Regions from separate parts of the Sus scrofa genome. Here region 1 is linked to region 2. A link is a contact called in public HiChIP or PLAC-seq data. All regions are on one chromosome and are shown on one strand. The core of a region is the stretch at or near the end of the contact, and the rest is flanking DNA. Distances in the headings are between cores, read along the strand shown.

Region 1 (3,684 bases), core at 815-3,314, 69 kb after region 2:
CACCAACCTCAGGCTGAGCACACACACGTTCACATGCTGTCTGCCAGGGACACTGGGCACAGAGACCAGAGGAGAGCAGGGCTCAGGGACAGCCGAGCAGGCTGAGAACACCCATGAGGCAAGGATGGCTGTGTAGCCAGGGGCCTTCCTGTGGGGATGCCGCCAGGATAGGAGGTCCCAGGCCTGGATCCAGGACTGTGGCTAGAAGTTCTGAGGGCAGGAAGGGAGCTGTAGGTACAGAGCCTGCAACCACCCGCTGTCAGGGACCCCCAGAATATTAGGAAGCACGGAAGGAACCGTCCCCAGTGGAACAGGCAAGAGCGTAGCAGTCCAACCCCAATACAATGCGAACTAATGTGCTGCATCTTTCAGTAGCCGCATTAAAGGAAGTGGACAGAAAGGTAACATTCTTCTTAATAGCATATTTTACTTAATCCACTCTTCCTTAAATATGAGCATTTCAACATGTGTGATACTTCCCGTTCTTTTTTTTTAACAAAGTCCTCGAAATCCAGTGTGACTTACCCCCACCCAGCATGTCTCAGTTTGAAGCAGTCCCATTTTCACCACTCCTGAGCCACATGCCCGGGTGGCTACCATATATGGCTGCACAAATCTAGGGGTGGGTGTGTGTGTAGAAGGAATCGTAACTTCTGCTCTGACTCTCTGAGTCCAAAAGACAAGTCAGACCTGCTTAAAGGGGGAGGGCGGGGGATGAAGAGGGAGAGAGGGTCATCCAGCATCTTGGTGAGGCCAGCGCGGCATGCCAGGCACTAAGTGCATGAAGGAGAGGCACCAGCTCCTCTCCCGCATCCCCAAGGGTGTCTGCGCAAACAGTGTCAAGACGACACAGAGCACCGAGGAAGGTTTGCTAAATGTTGCCAAGCACCTGGACACCAGATCACAAGGGCGACCCAGAAAACAGGCAAGTGCACCTGTGGTGGAGCGCTTGGCATCGAGCCCGGGACGGAGGTCACCCCAGGTCACGGCTGGAGGCGGGGAGCCAGGCAGCAAGGCTGCCTAATGTGGAAATGTTTGGATCGGAGCAGGGCAGGCGCTGCGGGCAGCGGGGAGGAGGCCAGGGCGGCGGGGTCCAGAGCGCAGCGCTGACAGTAACCAGGCGCGCAGAGGACCATGTGGTCCACAGCGCCAGCGCTGGCCAAAACCCGGGCTGCCTCTTTCCTAATAAGTCTGGCAGCGCCTGCGTCCTCTCAGCAGACCAGACTCTCCCTTGCTGCCGGGTCTTATTTAAGAAGAAGGAGCGGGGTGCCACCAGGGAGAAAAGCAAGCCAAACCCAGCAAGGATGGAGGGGAGCCCTCCTTTCTCCCGGCCTCCCCACTCCACAGCAGATCAGCTTTGCAAATGAACGAAGGGGTTGCTTTCTCCACGAGGACTGACTCTCTAGCCCTGGGGCACACATCGCATCCCAGATGGTGAGCCACAGGTCTCCAGCCCTTCCCTCTGGGGTGAGGAGGGGGCCCCCTAAAGCATCCCGCCCCATCCCTTCCCCTCCTCCTCCAGCTCCTTCCAGGAAAGAAAGGCACCGCCCACCTAACTTCAGAAGAAGGTTCCCCCCTTCCAGCCTCTGGGTCTGGCTGGGGCTGCACACTTGCTAGTTGTCTGCCGGCCCCACACAAGGGAGGGCAGGATTACAACACGTGTGTGTTTGGGTCAGGAGCACTTTTGAACTATGGCTCCGAGAAAGAACAGCCTGTACAGCCATTGAGTCTCCCAGCAACAAAGAATGTACAACAGAGAATGATTAGCCCTCACTGGCAAAACAATTTTTTTTTTTTTTAAAAAAGAGGTGCCGCTTGGTCTCTTTATAGGGTCCTGGAGTTAGGGTGTCTGGACTGAAGAGTGCTCTCCCTGCCTGGCTGGGAGAACCAGCGTCACTCGCTCCTCAGGGGTTTATGACCTTGGCTTACTAATAAGCCCTTGTAACACGATTACAGTCGGGGTTTTGCAAGCTTCGGGACCCAGGTGTGGTTGAAGGTCAGCTGCCTCGGGACAGGGGGCTCTCCTGCCGTTGGGAAAAGGTTACAAAGAATGATTTTCCTGCTCGAGGGCTTGTAGATGATTAACAGGTTTCTTTCTGTTAACCAGAGAGTTAATCGTTAGTCAAAGCACACTTTGATAATGGGGGCGGAGGGGAGAAAATGAATACGTCAACCATTAATCGAGGGACATGCCATAAAAGTTAGGATGGAAAACACACCGTTTGGGAGAGGAATTCATGCACTGGCCTGCTGGAGAAGAAGGAGGTAAAGGATCAAGTGAGGCCATGAAGTTCATGCATACTTAGAGCAGGGAGTTTTTTTTTTTTTTAAATCCTTTTCCTTGTTACATTGCTTGGAGGAAGCAGGGTAGGGATAACGAAATAACAAACACGGGAACATTACAAATAAAGCCAGTTTTATTGGCTTTTTGCTCCAGCCTCCCACAGTTGAGCCTGTCCTCTGTATGATTCTTTCCTTGGGCATTTTGCGGGGAGGAGAGGAGCCCAGGGACTCACGATCAGAAAAGCCAAGGGGGTCCAAGGAACTCAGGCTGAGAGGCATGAGGCCACACCAGCCCCTCCCCCGGGGTCACCCTGGCCAGTGCCCCCGTCCCTGACCCCAGTCGTCCTGCTGGGGCCCAGGGTGGCCTTGCTGGGCAGAGAGGTTGCCTGTTCGCTGCCCTGGAAAAAAGCAGCATTAGCCTCAGTTTCTTATGGCCTGATTGTGACACCAGGTCCTGGTGCCCAGGAGAGCTTTCCCCCAAGGCCCAGCCCAGGAAACAAGAGGATGCAGGGGGCAAAATTCCTGTTTTGCGCAGACAACTCCCAGATACACCACCTCCACCACTAGAAACATTTCTGGGTGCAGGACACAAGCATGTGTATTTTTTTTTTTTTCTTTTTGCTTCTCAGGACCACACCCTTGGCATATAGAGGTTCCCAGGCTCTCCCAGGCTAGGGTCGAATCAGAACTACAACTGCCGGCCTACGCCACAGCCATAGCAATGCAGAATCTGAGCTGCATCTGCAACCTACACCACAACTCCTGGCAACGCTGGATCCTTAAACAGGAATCGAACCCACAACCTCATGGTTCCTAGTCAGATTTGTTAACCACTGAGCCACAGTGGGAACTCCAACATGTGTATTTTTTTTTTTTTAAGGCTAATTCTCTCGAGTAGCCAGGGATGAATTGCCGCCACCAAGAAAACTAGCTGGGGAAACGTGAGCTGGGGGGCAGAACGCTCTGGGAAAGGTGCGCTCAGACTTGGTGGCCCAAGAGGATGACGGCAAAGATGAAGAGTGTGCGATAAACATGGATGGTCAAGAGGTTATGGACAACGTTGGAGCAATGCTGTGGGGGCCACACTAGAGAGACCCTCCTGCTCCCTGACACTTAGAAAGACCCAGGAGACAGTATAGATGCCTTTGGACCTGTTGTGGTCTGTGCACACGGGTCACAAAATAATTTCTGGACTCGTATCGGGGTGAAAAGAAAGAAGAGTTTATTGAGCATGGCGAGGGGAGAGAAAGTAGAGTTTATTGAGATAAGAGATGCTGCAAGCAAAGCAGGCTGACTTGCTGATGATCGGGGAGAACCAATCCTTGAACGTGTGGTCATGTCTGTTTTAATAGCCCAGGGAGAGGAGATGTCTCAGGATATATCTGCTGACCTGCTGATTGG
Region 2 (3,531 bases), core at 589-3,088:
GCTCTATCTGCCCTGACACCAAATCTACTTTCATGTGTTACCACATTTCTTGGCTGATGACTACAAACCCCAGGAAAAGGACCTGGCTGCCAGGAAAGGGTTGGAACTCTGATTTTAGATAAGTCACTGCCTTTCCTCCCAGAGTCCAAGTGGCTCTGTGTGCCTTCTGATATTTCTACTTTCTGATGCATGGAAATGAATCTCATCAATGCAGATCTTGGGAAATTGCCAGCCAGGACTGTGAAGTTTTGAGTACAAAACAATCATGAAGGGAGTTCCCGTTGTGGCTCAGTGGTAATGAATCTGACTCGTATCCATGAGGATGCCACTTTGATCTCTGGCCTCACTCATTGGGTTAAGGATCCAGCATTGCCCTCAGCTGTGGTGTAGGTTGCACATACAGCTCAAATCTGGTGTTGCTGTGGCTGTGGTGTAGGCCAGCAGCTGTAGCTCCGATTTAACCCCTAGCCTAAGACCTTCATATGCCGCGGGTACGGCCATAAAAAACAAAAAAAAAAAAACCCAAACAAACAAACAAAAAAAAGTGAAATAATCGTGGAGATGTTGAGAATAAGCCTTACCATCCCAGTCTGAGCAAAGTTCAGCGATTTCCTGTACAGTCCCAAATGGGTCCTTCTCAGCAAGACAGAGCTGAGACTTTTTTTTTTTTTTTCTTTTTATGGCTGCAGCATATGAAAGTTTCCAGGCTAGGCATGGTATCAGAGCTGCAGCTGGGGTCTATGCCACAACCACAGAACACTGGATCCAAACTGCATCTGTGACCTACACCACAGCTTGCGGCAACACCGGATCCTTGACTTGCTCATCGAGGACAGGGATCGAACCCACATCCTCACAGACACTATGTCGTGTTCTTAACCCACTGAGCCACGACGGGACCTCCTAGAGCTGAGACTTTAATGTGACAAGGAATATGTTAAGTCTTGTTGGAGAAAACTAGGCACCATGTCATGGAAGCCACTTACAGACACCTCGACCCTCTCACCAGTTTCTCTGTCTTGGGCTGTGGATTCTGTCTACAGAACCTCCCATCATGATCACCAGCAGCGTGCATGATTGAACAAAGAGCGTCTGGGCCCTCTTGAACACTGGCGATCTCTGTTGGATGAAGAGTGGCAAGGAAGCCCCTCTATTTCCTCATCTTAGCCCTTCACACTTCATCCCAGAAGCTCCACGGGACTTCCAGAGGGCAGCTCCCATCATCAGAAGCCTGCTGAGAGCAGGGAAGTGGGCTTGCAGGCTCCTAAAGAACCAGGGGCACTGCCTACAGAGGGTGATGGACATCTGGCCACACACACACACACACACACACACACACACGCAACTCACACTCACACACAACACGGTTTGAGTGTCAAATGTCCACGGGCATCATCCCCATTACAGCTGTATTTGGGAAACATCAATATTAAATATTAGCTATATATGCTTCACATATTACAAGGATAACAATCTGTTCGCACATCTGTTCTCTCTACCAGACTGTACGTCCCTTAAAGACAAAGATGGGGGTCTATCAACTTTATATCCGCAGCAGGAGACCCTCAGCCCCAGCACACAGTGGGCGCCGGATAAATATTAATTGACTGAATCAGGAAACTGAAGCACGTCCTCAAGGCCAGCCTGAAACCCAAGCCTGGACACAGCCTCCAAATTTCCATTTGCAGTCTAGTGCTTTGGCCAGGGGTAGATGAAAGCATGTGTTCCAAGCTTTGCATGATCCACAAAGAATTTTTTCTAAGCTCATTTCTAAGAAGGGGCCAAGGAGCTGTGCGTCTTTTCCTCTGGACCCAGGCTTTCATGCCTCTGCCCGATGAGTGCAGCCCGACTGCCATGCAGAAGACAGCAACCTGTGGTCTCTCTGAATGTCACAGCTGCTCCCCGCCCCCCACAAGCTGCAGGATAAACATCAGCCAGGAGGGGAGATGCTGCTGCAACGGCAGGCTGCTCTCTGCTCATCCTGCCCAGGGTCACGCTTTGAAAAATATCTCTGATTTTGTTTTCCTAGCTTGTTAACCTTTTCCTTCCCAAAACAATGCCGGTATTTGTTTTGGCTGCTTCTGCGCACGGAGGACGGGTCTGAGTTGGAGGCACAAGAGCATTTTTCCCTTAATCTCATTACAAGGGCTCCTCACTCTTGAATTCTTCCCAGGGCTCACTTGCTGTGAAGTGATTTCCTCTTGGAGTCGTTTTTTTTTTTTTTCCTCTTTGTGAAGCTGGGAGAACAAGTAGCTTTGGTTTTGTGGGGAAACAGGGAGAGACGGCAAAGACAAAGGCGGAGAAAGCCAAGCCCAGCCACCCGGGCACACACACGGGGCAGTTCTAAAGTAAAATGGACCCAACTTAAAATCTCTGCCACTCAGATTTGCCTGGGGGGACCACACTGAGGATGCGCCTCTCACTGCTGCCTCTCTTTTACCTGAAGTTTATAAAATCTGGAGTGAAAAGGGCCAGTGCTCTCCCAGCTGCCATTGCTCATGTGCTCAGAATATCTTATTTCATCCTTTCCAGCCCTTGAATGTTATCCGCCTGCCTGACTTGGTTCTCACAAGCGTGTGACTTTCCCACACTGTTCCTTCTTAGCCCAATGGACAAACTCACCTTGACTTTCTCGTCTTAGGTTTGAATGTTCATCCTCAAGCCTTAGAGGAATTTTCAGCCTAACCCATTTTTTGGTTAATTTTTCTACCTTTCACCAAAGTATTTCTTTCCCCCTTTGAATTGTTTCATAGATTGTGTCCACAAATACAGAACTGAAACTGCAAATACAGAACAGAGGGTTCTGGAAAATGAATGGTGGAGCCGGGGGGTGGGTGGGTAGAGGGAATCTGACAAAGTACACTGGCAATCAGTCTGTCGGCCGTGGCCTGAACCAGTCAAGTGACCAAGGAAAGGGGCCAGGCACATTTTGCCTGTTGTATATTGTATCAACTATTGTGTATTGTATGACCTGTAGATGGTATGTAGATTGCATGCACCCTGTTGCATGGAACGGAAACATGCCTTCACCTTTCCCAGGCCCACATTTTACTTTACAGGTTAACTAGAGAATGGTGCTTCCTACCCTTTGGGAGGCAGTGTGGGCCAGTGGTTAGAGCAGGTGTTTTCAGCAGCTTTCCTGGAACTGAGCCCTGGCCCTTTCTCTCATTAGCAACTTACTTCTCCTCACCTATAGGATGGGTATGGAGTTCCAGAGATCATTTTTTTCCTCCCCTTAAGCATTTGGACATGAACTGAGAGAGGGGAATATAAAACACAGTCCCAGGAGTTCCCATTGTGGCACAATGAGATTGGTGGTGTCTTGGGAGTGCTGGGAGGCAGTTTGATCCCTGGCTTGGCACAGTGGGTTAAGGGTCCAGTGTCACTGTACCTGTGGCTAAGGTGGCAGCTGTGGCTCGGATCTGATCCCTGGCCTGGGAGCTCCATATGCTGCAGGGTAGCCAAAAAAAGAGCAAAAAGAAATTTAAAAATAAATAAAACACACTCTCTGCTCTTTGCAAGCTGAAAAGC

What was found. HiChIP or PLAC-seq counts read pairs in DNA pulled down with a chosen protein or histone mark.
Region 1: a contact with region 2 is called in an H3K27ac HiChIP or PLAC-seq map of skeletal muscle. The contact joins two enhancer-like sites. A contact is called at or near these places in 11 of 47 Hi-C or Micro-C datasets (embryonic fibroblasts, fetal liver, heart right ventricle and 4 more) and 1 of 2 datasets of contacts at active chromatin or transcription factors (skeletal muscle).

The regions. Positions count from the first base shown.
Region 1 is chr14:56,362,686-56,366,369 of Sscrofa11.1, reverse strand. No RefSeq gene overlaps it. Among named protein-coding and RNA genes, the nearest start is that of IRF2BP2, 180 kb to the left of the region's middle. Within about 2 kb of position 2,064, at least 60 of the 83 cell types and tissues checked have an H3K27ac peak or open chromatin away from gene starts, as enhancers often do. A contact at or near this core is called in fetal liver, skeletal muscle and subcutaneous adipose tissue, where this site is marked.
Region 2 is chr14:56,431,913-56,435,443 of Sscrofa11.1, reverse strand. No RefSeq gene overlaps it. Among named protein-coding and RNA genes, the nearest start is that of IRF2BP2, 110 kb to the left of the region's middle. Within about 2 kb of position 1,838, at least 37 of the 83 cell types and tissues checked have an H3K27ac peak or open chromatin away from gene starts, as enhancers often do. A contact at or near this core is called in fetal liver, skeletal muscle and subcutaneous adipose tissue, where this site is marked.